2 separate regions of the Gossypium arboreum genome follow, and region 2 is linked to region 1. The links are chromatin contacts, called in public Hi-C maps. All regions are on one chromosome and are shown on one strand. Each heading gives the region's core, a stretch centred on a gene start, on an enhancer-like site or on the middle of the called end of the contact. The rest is flanking DNA. Distances are from core to core; before and after follow the strand shown. Region 1 holds the start of LOC108458137 (ACT domain-containing protein ACR10). Region 2 holds the start of LOC108460159 (pentatricopeptide repeat-containing protein At2g29760, chloroplastic-like).

Region 1 (4,893 bases), core at 904-3,403:
AAATATTTAAAAGTTATCCAAAATTCAGAATAAATAAATAATAAAACTTAATAAATACAATATTAGGCTCGTGTATAAAAAAATTAAGCCTGAAATTCAAACCCAATATGATTTAAACTCGACTAAAAAGCCCAAAACTTGTAATTTTTGTAATATTCCCATCTAGAAATTCTACTTGCGCAGACTTCACTAAAAGGGTTATAACTTGAGTTCTGAAACTCAAAATCAAGTACTTCAAAGTGTGTTTTGAAGCCAAGAGATAGCTCTTCAACTCTATTCAGACATCTAAGCCTATAGATTGCTAGATCTCATCCAAAAATTCGTCGCAATTTGACTAATCTTTTCAACTTGAAAATTGATAGTTTGGTTAAATTGACTTTAATAAATTTCACTTATTCCATGCATGTATCATTCCCCCTTTTCTCGAAAAGACCTCACCTATTGTCTTTGATCGAATCTTGGTATGATTTGCTTGGCTTTTGACATTGAAATTAGGCATTGAGACTCGCATCAATCCTCCTCGGTCATTTTGCCAACTCTCAATATTTACACATTGTGTAATTTGTTTTTTTTTTGCAAATTTACTTTTCTTTTTGACATTGAGGGTTAATTTTTAAAAAAATAAAAAATATAAAATTTATTGTTTTGGATTTTTGGGTGTTTCCATTTTTGTATATTTTCAATCAAATGTAGATGATAAATTTGTTTTTTTAGCTTTTTAGGCAAAAATGTCAAGAAAAAAAAAAGCAAAACTCCAAATATGACCAAATTACAATGTGTTTGTTTAGAATCAAGACTTAATTGACATAATGTATAAATGTTGAAGGTTAAAATTGTTATCATGCTAATTTTAAAAGCTCCCATCGTTAGCCTATTGGTGACCAAAAAAGATAAAATTGAATTGTTGGTGACCATTTTGTAACTTTTCATTGTTGGGTGACTAAAAAAGAAATTTACTAATAGTTGGGTGATTACTAGCAAATTTTACCCTTATTTTATTTTTCAATTATAATAAAAGGAAATAACATTTTAATGATGTGTCAATTTTTTACTGGCCGAAAGTTTTTTTTTTAAAATGGGTATAACATACGGGCCAATATTAATTACGAAATACAGTTTAGGTACCTAACTCAAACAAAAACCATAATTTGAGGGCCAAGTATTAAATTAAACCTATCCTAAAATTTATTTATGCTATTATTTATATAAACTTTAAAATTTACAATTAGGATAAACTATTTATATATTTAAAAATTAAAATTTCGAGAAAAATAAATCTTTAAAAAATTGAATAAGTTTCCTATCCTATATTTAATGCCAACACAACAATACAAATTCATAATATATACATATAACCATATATACATTATGCACATTTAATTAGACACCTATCCATATAGTACTATATACTATAATTTAATTTATATTTATTATTTAAATCAAATATGTTTTTAATCTATATGCAAACTTATTTTAATATTATATTTTTAATAGTATTTTTTTACTTTTTACAATCATTATTACATTTTAGTCCAAACACATCTTGTACCCTTAATTTACTACAATAATTAATTTTAATGTCATAATTTTGTAATTTCACCATTCATCCATAAGACATGTGATAAATTTTTTTATCTATTTTATTAAAATTAAGATTTAAAAATAATTATGCTAAAATTTCTCAAGTAATTTGATATTTTCTCTCTATTACTATTTCAACCGTATTTACTTAATAATTCATTGCAAGTGAGTTTTGTCTGTTAATAAAAAAGTTTTAACAAATAAAAATATAAAAAATTATGTTAAAAGAGATGAAGAAAGAAAGAAAAGCAGAGAGAGAATTAGAAGAGAATAAAAAAAGTTAAAAGAACATAAAAAATATTAAATTGCATAAAATAAAATAAAATATGGATATCAATTATATAATTTAATTTAAAATTTTTATTTGTAATGAATATTTAATGTGTCATGTCAATTTACCGTTATATCATTAACTATAATTAATAATTTAATGACTAAAATATTATAAGACATTAAAGTAAATAATTAAAATGTAACCTAAAATAAATAAAATTAATTACTTTAATAGTTAAAGAAAAAGTTAAATCTAAAATAGGGAAGGAAAGGCAACATATATGAGTGGGATCCAAGATCTAAAATGGGAGAAGTTAAATATTGATTAATACAAGGAAGCCCGATGGACAGCCATCCAACAGGCAAAAGTTTCCCGAGGTCTCGGTCATAGAGCAATCCAAGGTCACGTGACCATTAAAACACAACTTAAGTAAAGGACACGTGATGGCGGCTGATGGCCTATGTGCGGTACAGGTGATTTACCATCGAGTGACGTAACATGCTAACTACCTTACCCAGTGAAAAAGGTAAATTAACATATATCGTCGTTTTATCGTGATATATTGAGTTTTTATTTCAAGAAATGCTAAAAATTATTTATTTATATGTTTGAAATTAACTGTTTAAAGGATCCAACTTATCAGATTAATGGTATTTATATCCTCAAATGTAATTTGAATTCGCTTCACATAATTGGTTAGAGATGAGGATGGAGTAGTTGCCGAGATTTTGAGACCAACGGTAAAAACGAGAAAAGAAAGAAAGAAAAATTGACTGCTAAACAACTCCTCCTCCTACAAGTGAACCACAAGCCAAGAAACGCAAAGCAGTAACTTTCCCTCTCTCTCTCTCTCTCTCTGCTTTGCTTTGCTTTGCTTTTTATGTTTTGTCTGTCTGTCTCTCCACAACGCTACTACTCAAACAAGCACTGCAACTTCTCATTGAACCAAAACCCAAAGAATATATCAAATCAATTCCTAATCAAAACCAACTTCTTCACTGTTTCTTCAACCATTCAAGTTATACTACTACTATGGGTATTCTACATGACGACGTTGTGATTATAAGGCCGTCGGAGAAAGAAGGAGACCCCTCTGTTATCACTGTTAACTGCCCTGATAAAACTGGTTTAGGCTCTGATTTATGCCGCATCTTGCTCTTTTTTGGTCTTAGCATTGTCCGAGGAGGTAATTCCAAATCCCCCCCTCCCCTTGTTCTTTTAAACCAAGCTTGCATGTTTTTCCCCACTTTTTCCATTACTTTTTTAAAGTTGGTTTTGATTTTGGTTTTAATGATGAGCATTTGGGAAGTATATCAAAAGTTTGATCATTTGGACTTAAGTTTTGGTCACATGGTTTAGACTTCTTTATGATATATATATATGTTTTAAAAAAAAAAAGAAAGAAAATTAATTAATGATTTTGTTGGGGGGGTTTGTTTTGTGAAGATGTATCTACGGATGGGAAATGGTGTTATATAGTATTTTGGGTGGTTTGTAAGCCAGCGACAAGGTGGGAATTGTTGAAGAAAAGACTAGTTCAGGCTTGCCCTTCTTGCTCTTCTGCTTCTGGAATTTCTTATTACCGTTCTGAGTTGCAGTCTCCTAAGCCTCCTGATGTCTTTCTCATCAAGCTTTGTTGTGTTGATAGAAAAGGCCTTCTGCATGGTAATCACTTTTTCCTTTTTCAAGATTTTGAGCTCTAAAATGTGGTTAAAAACTTTGATCAGTGAATGAATTTTAGATGTTTTGGTTTGGCAGATGTGACACAAGTTCTCTCTAGTCTTGAACTCAATATACAGAAAGTGAAGGTATCAACAACTCCTGATGGAACAGTGGTGGACCTTTTCTTCATCACAGACACCAGGTTCAGTTTATGTGTTATGTTTGTTAGCCAGGATCAGTTGTTAAAAAACAGCATGTATTTGCCTTCTATTCAAACTACATATGTGTATGTCTAAATGATATTACTGCTCGTGGTAACCCTGATACGCTAAGGCCTCTTGCATCTCTACCTTGAGTCATATCCTTTGGTAATATTATGATTTTTTTTTCAGGGAATTATTACATACAAAAAATAGGCAAGAGGAGACTTATAAAGCATTGGAAGATGTTATGCAGGAAGCTGTGATTAGCTTTAACATTGAAAAGGTTGGACCAGAAATTACGGCATGTTCTCAAGCATCTCCATATCTTCCGTCTGCAATAACTGATGATATTTTCAACTTAGAGATGTCCAATGACCTCCCAAGTGTATCACTTACTTCCAACAATGTTTGTGTCACGATGGACAACTCACTCAGTCCTGCTCACACGCTTGTTCAGATTGTTTGTCAAGATCATAAAGGTCTTTTATACGACATAATGCGAACTCTAAAGGATTACAACATTCAGGTAGATTGTTTTTCCAAATTTTATTGTCAATGTTCAGTATTATGATGTGCATCTGTCTATCATAATTGGCTTGAATCCTTTCCAAACTGCGGAAGCTCCGTTTTACTTTTTTAATTTTCAATTGGGAAGGGAAGCGTGCTTAGCCTGAAAACTAGTTCCACCCTGTTAATGCCTCAGTTTCGTTATGTGACTAGATTTCATATGGACGCTTCTATATAAAACAAGGAAGAAAGTGTGAGATTGACTTGTTTATAATGCAATCCGATGGGAAGAAGATAGTTGATCCTAGCAAGCAAACTGCATTGTCGTCGCGTCTGAAAATGGAACTGCTCCAACCACTAAGAGTAACTGTAGTGAGCCGGGGTCCTGACACTGAGCTTCTAGTTGCAAATCCCGTAGAGTTATCAAGCAAGGGCCGGCCTCTTGTTTTTTATGACATTACCCTTGCTCTAAAGATGCTTAATACTTGCATCTTCTCGGTACTTCCTCAACTCTCTCCCTGATATGCTTTCTGTATTTTTGTTGCTTAAAAACTAGCTTGCTTCATTGGGAGTTTGAACTTAACACTGCATTAGAGTTGATATAATGTGGCTGTATGTTTTACACATCTTTTCTGCAATATGTGCTTTTCTTGATTATTCCTCTTC
Region 2 (4,893 bases), core at 638-3,137, 140 kb before region 1:
TTAGCCCACTGTGGCTGCAAGCGGATAAAACTGCCACAAAGCTAACACTATCTGGTCCCAGCCCTACTGATTCCATTTCCCTAAAAACAGCTAAAGCAGACTTACCAAGACCATGCTGAGCCAGACCAGAGATCATGGAATTGAAAAGTGAAACGGTCCTTAAACCCTTCGGGATCCTGTGAAACATATGTAGAGAAGAATCTATCTTTCCACCTTTTGAATACATATCGATTAATGCAGTCGAAAGGATAATATTTTGGCTGCATAACTCACCCCCTATGTACCTACCATGAAGCCTCTCACCTAAACTAAGAGCTCCGAGTCCGGCACAGGCTGAAAGAACAGCAGCCATAGTACATTCATCTGGTCTTATTCCCAAATATTCCATCTGTGCAAAAAGTTCCAATGCTTCACTGTATTGTCCTGACTGAGAATAACCACTAATCATAGCCGTCCAACAAATCAAATCCCGTTGGTCCATCTGATCAAACATCCTTCTAGCAGCTGCAGTTTCTCCACGTCGAGCATATCCCGATATCATGGAACTCCAAGCTGCAGTGCTTTTATTACTTGCCATTGAGCTAAACACCCTGTCAGCCAAATCCATCAACCCAGACTTTGCATACATATCAAGAATAGCAGCCTTAAGCAATCCGTTAGAGTCAACACAAGAGAGGTTCCTGTAAACAAAACCATGAATCTGTTTCCCAATCCTAGAATCATCCAATGATGAAAATGCAGACAACAAAGCAACAAAAGTGAACTCATCGGGCACAATGCCAGACTCTTGCATTTTTCTAAACAGACGCAGAGCAGGCCCTGGTCGGCCCACTAAACCATACCCATTTATCATGGTATTATAAGAAACAAGGTCTCTAACAAGACTTCCTTCAAATACAATCCGGGCATCATTTAAATGTTTGAAAACCGAATAGAAATGCATCAAAGCATTCCCAACATAAAGATCCAAGTCAAACCCAAATTTTATGATATGACTGTGAACTTGAATTCCTGGTTTAAGGGTAGATAGTCTTGCACAGGAATTGAGTAAGAATGGGAAAGTGAAGTTGTTCGGAGATTGGTTTACTTGGTGGAGCATGGATGAGTAGAAGACAAGTGATTTTTCAGGGAATTTACTATGGGAAAAACCCCTTATCATGGTGTTGTATATGAATTGATTTGGTTGTTCAATTTGGCAGAAGATAATCTGAGAGTAGTTAAGGCCCTCTTCGGAACCCAGCAAGGCAAAGAAAGAGATGAGTCTGCTAATGGGGAAGACATGGTGTTGGAAGCCATTGAGGATTATTTGAGCATGGACTTGAAATGCTTGTTTGATGGTTTTACAAGATTCTAACAAAGGCAATAGTGGTGAGATTTCAAAAGGTAGCATTTTCAAGGGTAGCTGAGAAGAAAGAACACCCACCGAGCTCTGCCTATGTTAGAGGATACAGAGAGAATATGAACATTGAAGAATCAACAAAAGGCATATCATATCATATCTTTCTCCTCTGCTGTTACCGGGCAATTACTCCCTGACTGACTTAACAGCTCTTTGTCATTTCCCTTGCAGCACGAAATACAGTACTTTGAACCAAAATTCAAAATTGTTATGACAAGCAACAAGTCTAAAGATCATCCATCAAAATTGGAACTTTCTTCTTCTTCTTTTTTCCGTATGGTTATGATCCATGTACCATGTACCATAAAGCTGGTGTGTAGGCAAGAGCCCCGCAGCCTCGGTCCCCGGAGGATTAGGTTATAATCCCTACAGGTTTTTAAATAGTTTATCAGGTGATTTCTGTAGGAAGTGGGCACTCCAATTGTTCATGGACAATGAATTCGAAAGGCCTGTCCATTCACCTTGTTTAGCTTGCTGTTGTGCTTTTGAAGCCTTTTAACTGCCTATAGCGAAAACAAAAATAAATTCTTTTACCCCATTACTCTTTTTTAAAAAAAAAAAAACTACTCCAATACCTCTCAATTTTGATATTAAAAAATTAGTCCTTTTAAAAAATTAAAATAATTTAATCCCTGTCAATTTAGAAAGTAGACGACTAAGAATAATTAATCACAATATTAATTTTTCATCGATTTTATATAGGTATAATAACAAATTTAGCTCTAATTATTTACATATTCTATCAATTTGGTCATGATTTAACAAATTTAGCCCACAATATTCTTATAAATATGTAAATATTGAGGTTAAATTTTAAATTTTTTAGAATCAAGACGAAATTAACAAAATATGTCAATATTAATAGCTAAATTTGTTATTATATCAATTAAAATTATGCACAATTGATTTAAAACGTTAATGTCGTGATTAATTATCCTTAATTACTCACTTTCAAAATTCATAAGAATTAAATTGCTCTAGTATTTTTAAATTGAACTAAATTACTCAATTTTGAAATTGAGAAAGACTAGAGAGGTCTTTTTATCTTTTTTATTATTTTTCAAAAAAATTCTTTTTCATTATGAATTGCACTCACACAATGTCTAATTTTTCTTGCATTTTAATTTTTTACGAAATTCATTCCTAAAATATTTTGAAAATGCATAAAATATATTAGGTCTAGAGGTGTGCATGAGTCGGGCTACCTAGTCCAGCCTAAAAGTTCGTCCGAAAAATTAGAGGGTTCGGGTAAAAATATAGGCCCAAAATATAGGTTTAGAAAAAAAAAGGCCCGTTTAGAAAATCGGCCAGGCCCCGGGTAAAACTTTTTTGGCCTGGCTCGAATTATATACTAAATATATGTATTTTTTATTTTTAATTTTAATATAACCACTTTTTATTATATTTTCAATTTGTGTATTGTTTTAATAATTATTTTATGTTTTTAAATGTATTTGATTTATTATATTTTAAATTTTTTATTTAATGAAATAAATTAAAAAACTAATATGGGCTGGGCAGGGCTAGACTCATGCTTAACAATTTATTTCGGGTCAGGTTTGGACAAATTTTTAAGCCCATATTTCGGGTCAGACTGGGCCCAAGCCTAAAAAATGGGCCTAAAATTTTGTCGAGGCCCAAATTTACCCCTCGACTCATGCACACATCTAATTACATTAAAACTCAACACTTATGAATATTAAGATTGACTTGAATTAAAGTGATTTTTAAATCTAGAATTTCATTCCAATCGGTGTCTAAATTGAAAAAGAAAGAGGGAAAGGTAAATAATGCGAGAGAAAGAGGATTCCTTTCTTTTGTTTGAATAAGTAATTTTTATAAAGAGAGAGAAGAAAAAGGGAGTTGAGACTCTTGCTTTCCTTAATTTTATTTTTTTAGAGGGGAAAAACGGGAGAAAAGAAAATATAAATAACTTTATAATATTTAAAATATATTTTTTTACTTTTAGTATTTTACAATTAATTCTCAATTTTTAAATTTATTTTTTCCAAAAAATTATTAACTCTTTAACGCTTTAAGTTGTTAAATATTTAAATTTTAAAGTTAAAAAATTATCAATTTTTTTTACCGTGTAACAATCTTATTTTTATTTTCTATTTTTAAATTAATAGGATTATTTAATTTTAAATTGGTTTGATATATTTTTGAATTATTAGATCTCAATGTTTTAAATTATATTTTTAGATTATTATCTCTTTATTTTTTAAAATTTTAACAACCTTATTTTGTTTTTATTTTGTTAGATTACTAGGAGTCCTTAATTTGTAATTTGGTTAAGATGATTTTTTTTTATAATTTGATCAATTAAACTTGTTTTATACAAAAATATTGCGATATATTATTGGTCAACACTTTAATTACAAAATTAATGCCCCTCGCTTTTTTATTTTTAATTTTCATTATTATCAAATTTTAGTATTATTTTTATATTGTAATTTTAATGCCTTTCACCCGACTTGATTCTCGGATCCGAACTTCAAGATGTCACATTCATTGTCGAAATAACTATAGTTAATTTTGGGAAACCCAACAAATTTTTGGCTATTAGAGAGAGCAAAGACTTCCATGCACTTGCAATAGTTTGTTGAATAGTAGAGTTAAGATCCAAGGACGAGTTTAAAATTTTTGCAAAGTCACAAATGTCGAAGGAAATAAATGAATAGAAGATTCAATGGGACATTCGTAGAACAATTTTGAGTTCATGTTTACCTTGATCTAGAGGTGTGTATGGGCCGGGCAGGGTTCGAGCTGGGCCCTGACAAAATTTTAGGCCTATTTTCTAGGCGTGGACCTAGCCTGGCCCGAAATATAGGCCTAAGAATTTGTCCAAACCCGGCTAGAAATAAAATTGTTAAGCCCTAGCCAAACCCAGCTCGACCCATATTAATTTTTTTTATTTTATTAAATAAAAAAATTTAAAATATAATAAATCAAATACATTTAAAAACATAAATATTAAAACAAGAAACAAATAAAAGTGAGACTAAAACAATTATTAAAACAATACACAAATTGAAAATATAATAAAAAGTGGTTATATTAAAATTGAAAATAAAACTTAAATATGATTAAAAATAAAATATATATATATTGTTAGAATCCCTAAGATTAAGGATGTAATACTTGCCTTAGTCCTAAGAATTACCTTGTATAATAGGATCTAATATTAATCTCTAATTCTTAGGAAATTATTGATTTCTAGGGATTGATTCCTTATTTGTACTTAGTTTTACCTATAAAAATTTGTAACCTAATTAAAATTAAAAAATAATCTTCTCTCTAAAGTTTGTTCATGGTATCGGAGCCATCGGAATTTTTTTGATTCCGACTTCTCTAATCTCTCATTCCAAACATCCCCTCTCTTCAATCTTTCTCGTCTCTTGTTTTATTCATTCCCATGAGTGACACTATCAAAACTACATCTGAGATTGAAACCTCACAAATGATTCCAAACACCAATTAAGGAACTCCTC

Evidence for each region. A called contact is a pair of places that touch in the nucleus more often than the background predicts.
Region 2: a Hi-C map of leaf shows a contact between it and region 1, with 5 times the contacts expected there. The contact joins the promoter of LOC108460159 here to the promoter of LOC108458137 in region 1. A contact is called at or near these places in 2 of 5 Hi-C or Micro-C datasets (both in leaf).

Annotation. Positions count from the first base shown.
Region 1 is chr4:97,284,748-97,289,640 of ASM2569848v2, reverse strand. It overlaps LOC108458137 (ACT domain-containing protein ACR10), which reads left to right and starts at 2,153. Exons shown (of 7, transcript XM_053027395.1): 1 at 2,153-2,381; 2 at 2,556-3,041; 3 at 3,302-3,520; 4 at 3,614-3,719; 5 at 3,910-4,246; 6 at 4,441-4,725. The coding sequence starts at 2,888.
Region 2 is chr4:97,429,091-97,433,983 of ASM2569848v2, reverse strand. LOC108460159 (pentatricopeptide repeat-containing protein At2g29760, chloroplastic-like) reads right to left here and starts at 1,887. Exons shown (of 1, transcript XM_017759529.2): 1 at 1-1,887. The coding sequence starts at 1,390.